2 separate regions of the Hordeum vulgare genome follow, and region 1 is linked to region 2. The links are chromatin contacts, called in public Hi-C maps. All regions are on one chromosome and are shown on one strand. The core of a region is the stretch at or near the end of the contact, and the rest is flanking DNA. Distances in the headings are between cores, read along the strand shown.

The links. A called contact is a pair of places that touch in the nucleus more often than the background predicts.
Region 1: a contact with region 2 is called in a Hi-C map of leaf, with 5 times the contacts expected there. The contact joins the promoter of LOC123448703 here to the enhancer-like site in region 2. A contact is called at or near these places in 4 of 6 Hi-C or Micro-C datasets (leaf and seedling) and 1 of 1 datasets of contacts at active chromatin or transcription factors (embryo).

The regions. Positions count from the first base shown.
Region 1 is chr4H:393,155,865-393,158,564 of MorexV3_pseudomolecules_assembly, reverse strand. LOC123448703 (probable LRR receptor-like serine/threonine-protein kinase IRK) reads left to right here and starts at 1,412. Exons shown (of 3, transcript XM_045125672.1): 1 at 1,412-1,591; 2 at 1,684-2,700. The coding sequence starts at 1,898.
Region 2 is chr4H:392,724,192-392,726,891 of MorexV3_pseudomolecules_assembly, reverse strand. No RefSeq gene overlaps it. Among protein-coding and RNA genes, the nearest start is that of LOC123446505, 100 kb to the right of the region's middle. Within about 2 kb of position 1,286, at least 2 of the 3 cell types and tissues checked have open chromatin away from gene starts, as enhancers often do. A contact at or near this core is called in leaf, where this site is marked.

The DNA.
Region 1 (2,700 bases), core at 163-2,662, 430 kb before region 2:
TCTTCCTCTAGACGTTCCCAGAACCTTCTTTGTCCCCTCTCCGAGCACCGGGGGAAACCCTGGATCCAGTTATATGGATCGGGCACCAATGGCTTCACAACACCGTCCCCTTCATTAAGATGTTGTCTTGGCTGCTCGCGATGTTCCTGGTCTTGGATTTTGAGTTGTCGGGTGTCGTGCTTGGTGTGGGTGCTCCTCCAGGCATGGGCATCCGGGGGGTAATGTATGACATCGTCGACTCGTCCTCTATTGCTCCTTTCTCGGACCCGGCCGTGTCATGCAACCCTCTTGCCGACTCTTGTAGGCGCTTCTGGTGGGGTGGGGGTATGTTGATTCGGTTGGTTCTTTGAGTTGTAGCCACGTGTTGTGGATGCCTCCCGTTGGTCGTGACGCGACCTTGATGTCTTGTGTCTCGCCTCCTCACCTTTCTTGGTTCAAGTTCTTGAGCTAGGCTAATTTAGGGCTGTGTTGTTTCTCTTCTTATGTTTTCTCACATTTTGGTGCGGTGTCCTCCCTCCCTTCTCCCCGCTGTAATGTTCTCTCCTACCTATCAATGAAATGATACGAAATCTTTCCGTATTCGCGAGAAAAAAATCAACAATGAAACTTTTCACAAATTCAAACGCAATACGAATACTCACTTGTAGATGGTTCATGAAGAATATCCTTCAAATAGCCCGGCTAACTACTCGCTTCCATTTGTTTTTTGCCCCTTTGTAAATAGTTTGTGAAATATTGTTCAGAGGTTGCTTTGCTTCTTGGCTTTAGTTGAGTTTTACATCAAAGGCCAAACGGATCATCTGGTTAAGAAGAACGCTGGAGTGCATTATAATGATATAAAGGCCGATGGTTTTAACCTTGTTTTCATAGAAAAAAAAGCACTTCATGTATATTTTGGAGGATTTATTCCTTCAATCCTCCAAAGAAAATCTTATTTAGATTAGGATCATATTAAATTACTTCAGTTAAAAGAAAATTAAAAGCCTGTTAGACTGGCCAGGGCGTTAGGATTTTGATCTTCTTGTAGCAAATATTTCTTTTTGTTGAGAAATTTTCCAGCAAAGATTTTTTTAGGGGTTTTCAGCAAAGATGAAAACGGACATTATACGAAAGAATCCAATGCAGCGCAGTCCAGCTCAAAAGCAGCGAAAAGTTACGAGATTCTTTCTACTCGCTCGGGCGGGCGCGGTCCACCAAGTCTCGAACCGTGCACCGCCCCGCCCACGTACTCCGAGCCTTTTTTTTCTTCTTTTTCTTGGTCGGGCTCGGGCAGCCTCTCTCGGTCCATACCCACGGCCCAAGCGGCCCCGCCCGACGCAGTGCACAAACTTTTTAGCCCGCGCGCCTGGGCCACCCAAACTCTCGATGGCGTGCTACAGCGGCTCATGGCCGTCCGATCACTCCTGCGGTGCAGCAGCTTTTCCCCCTCGCCCATTTTTTTCCCCTTTGTCACCAACATATACCACCGCGGTTCACTTGACACCCCACGCCCCCTTCCCCTCGCTCCTCTCTCCCTTTCCGACCTGCAACAATGGCGTTCTCCGGTGAGGTGGCTGCGCCCTACAAGTAGTCGGCGGAGGTTCCCGTGCCGGTACGTCCTTACCTATCGCCGCTACTCCTTAGAGTCCGAATTTCTGCAGCTTAATGGCTTACATTTGGTTTCTTCTCCTGCTTAATTTGTAGAGGAGGGCGGCGTCCCAAGCCTGGAGGTCCTCTGCTGCAGATTTGACTAAATCCCATCTCTCCTAGCTCATCCGCTTCCTCAGAATCGCCTTCTTGCGGCATTTTGGGGGCGTCTCCTCCTTGTTCCCAGCCCCATAAAAGCCCTCCTCACTTGTTGCTGCCCGTGCCGTGCTGTGCTGTTTGGGCCTTGCCATTTGGGATCCAACTCGCAGCAATGCGGTCCCTCGTGCTGCTGCTCCTCGTCCACCTCGTCTTCTTGGCGGAGGCCAAGGGCGGCGGCCGCGCGGGCCTGGCGGCGGCGCTGAACGACGACGTCCTGGGGCTGATTGTGTTCAAGGCCGACGTGGTGGACCCGGAGGGGCGCCTCGCGACGTGGAGCGAGGACGACGAGCGGGCCTGCGCGTGGGCCGGCATCACCTGCGACCCGCGCACCGGCCGCGTCTCGGGGCTCAACCTCGCCGGCTTCGGCCTCTCCGGCAAGCTCGGACGCGGCCTCCTGCGCCTCGAGTCGCTCCAGTCGCTCTCCCTCTCCGCCAACAACTTCTCCGGCGACATCCCACCCGACCTCGCTCGCCTCCCGGACCTCCAGTCGCTCGACCTCAGCTGCAACGCCTTCTCGGCCCCCATCCCGGAGGGATTCTTCGGCAAGTGCCACGCCCTCCGGGACGTCTCCCTGGCCAACAACGCCTTCACCGGTGACACCCCGGACGTGGGCGCGTGCGGCACGCTCGCGTCTCTGAACCTGTCTTCCAACCGCCTAGCCGGCATGCTGCCCAGCGGCATCTGGTCCCTGAATGCGCTGCGAACTCTGGACCTCTCCGGCAATGCCATCACCGGCGAGTTGCCCGTGGGCATCAGCAAGATGTTCAACCTGCGGGCTCTGAACCTGCGGCGGAACCGCCTCACAGGCAGCCTCCCGGATGACATCGGGGACTGTCCGCTGCTGCGGTCAGTGGACCTGAGCTCCAACTCGCTCTCCGGCAACTTGCCAGAGTCCCTGCGGAGGCTCTCCACTTG
Region 2 (2,700 bases), core at 37-2,536:
AATTACAAACCATTGTCATTGGTTTCTTCTATCCCAACCCCGTCATCATCAGACTCGAACTCTATCTCATCCTCATTGATAGGCACATCGTCAATTTCATCATCGGAAACGAACTCTTCCACTTCATGTAGTTCTCTCACCCTTAGACTTCTACGAGGCTCCATTGCATTGTCATCTTCGGTTTCCTCCATCTCATCATCAACGTAAGCATCTTCGCATATCCAATCTTGGGCTGTGGAAGCATCTTCACCAAGGAGGACATAACAAGATGATGACTACTTCTTTCTCTTGTCTAGCATTCTTCCATTGAATTGAACATAAACTAAATCGTCCCTACGACGCACATCTAGTTTATTTCTTCTCTTTGCATCTACCTACAAATTGCAAAGTGAAGCTTAGATATTCACATATTGTCAAAAACAAAGTAAGGATCAGATTTGAGCAGTAGTGGATTTGAGTATTTGCAAGTTGAGAATTAGTTGTTCAAAAACACTCCAATTTCTTTCACATCGGATGAACTTGTGGTCAAATTGAGTATCCTCATGGCCATGTGCATCAATGTAGGAGTTTGTAGTCCATAAGTTGCCCACCAATCCCCTACATTTATAGAAAATTGAATGCATTACCAGCATCTAAAAATCTACTACCATCATCTACAAATCTACAATACCAGTCAATACCAACACCTATTCATGAAATCAATAGTGCATCAAATTATCAAAGAATCTAAAACGGTAAAAAACAAAAAATGCGCTGGCAACCCTGAATTACACTAAAGAAGCACGGATGGAAGCAGGTCCAACCTTTGGCCTGCTTGCTACTGGAGGACGGTGTGGTCGGGGATGGTGTGTTGCTGCATGCGGTGCTCGCGGTGGCGAGATGGTCGGGTCATCGACCGTCAGGAAGGTGCCCCGGTTCACTGCTGCTGGAGGAGGAAGGGCGAAAGTGGTGGTCACGGAAGAGTGGTGGTGGCGGCGGCGAGATGCTCCACGGAGCCGGCGAGTGGCTTCGACGAGACTGGTGGTCGCGAAGATGGGAAAGGAGCCGGCGAGATGGCGATGTAGCCGCGAGATGGAAAGGGAGGCGGCGACTGGGCTGTTGGGGAAGAGGTGGGGCAGCTCCGACTGTGAAGAGGAGGCGGCGACTAGGCTAGCCCCGACCACTGGAGGCAAGCAGGGTGGCGGCGGCGGTGTGGATCGGGAACATGAAGGGGGAAGTGTGGATGGGGAATTGCGGCGTTATGGACGAACTGTGTAGTGTGGATAGAATCTGGCAAACCCTATCGGCCTACCGAGCGGCAATATTTGGTGCTTTGAGGGGGAAGCGAGGCCCATTTTCAGATTTCTGTACACACGGGCCCATATCGATTAATCGGAAATTTCGCGATAAATCGGTTGTCATACCGATAAATCGGCCTAAAAGATTAATGCTGACGATATGGCCTTTTCTTAGCGGTCACACCCCGAGTAGGGATTAATCGGTCGATTTTTGAACAGCGAATCCATCTGACTATGTGCCGCAGCCGCTTCTGCTCCGTGCCGCCTCTAGACCGATCCGCCTCCATGACCGTCACTCGGGACCGCGTCGGCCGTACCTAGGGTTTTTCCGTCGGTCGTGTTGCTCGGCTGCCCTAGAAAGACCTTTTCCCGAGCCCTTACTCAGGGCTTTTCTCTGTTTTGTCGGTCCCTTTAATCGACGTTTCTTTTTGGTTTCTCAATCTAAGAGAGGTTTGCGTTGTCCGTCGCCGTCATCGACCACCGCGCCTCTATTCCGACATCGACGCGACCACCCGGTCTTTTCTCCGACCCGGCGGCCTCGTACAATGCGGCGGTCCCTCACAGTAGTCGCCCCGCGCGTCTGCTCGCTCGTCGCCTTGCGTCAGATGTTGCCCCCCCCCCCCCCCGCGCTCCAACTGGGACCTCTCCATCATCACCAGCCTCCGTCGCGCATGTACGATCTGCCCAGCCGGCTGTCAACTCCTGTCGCGTTGGCCTTGCCGGCTGCTGGCTCCGGCTGCGTCGAGCATGCCGGCTGCCAGCCTCACCGACTACCTCGGGTCGGCTGTCAGCTCTGGCCGCGTTGGGCTCGTATGCATGTCGTCGTCGACTTCATCTCAGACTCTGCCGCCACCCCGCCTTCATCGAGCGACGTCTCCGACCTCGCGCATGATCAGATTGATAACCCACCCGCATGTGATACGTCTCATTTTTGCACTGCGATCGATCTGGCCCATGGGTTACGCGCGCCTTCGTAGATTTCATGAAGGCTGTCCCGAGAACAGCGCGCCCCTCCACTGATCAAGCAACGAGTTGCCGCTACGTCATCCCGTTGGGCCGCATCACCACCGTCCCATGGTTTTCCCCGTGGCTGCACCAACTCGCGCGCTACCGCTATGTAGCCCCTTCGGGTCGTAGTGTCATGACACGCAGTCCCTGTGACCCGCGAGCCGCCGCTACATCGCCCCTTCGGGCTATAGTGCCACGACACGTGGTCCCTGCCGCAGCCCGAGGCCGTCCCCATGGCTGCACCGACCAGCCCTCCGCCAGTGCGCTACCCTTCGGCATTTTGACATTTTTAACGTTCCAACACCTCAACCTCCATTACAGAGAATCACCGACCATCAACAACTGATGTCGGATTAGATTCTTTCATGAATTGTGTCGTCATACTTACCATTCCACCTGCATAACATGTGTGTTT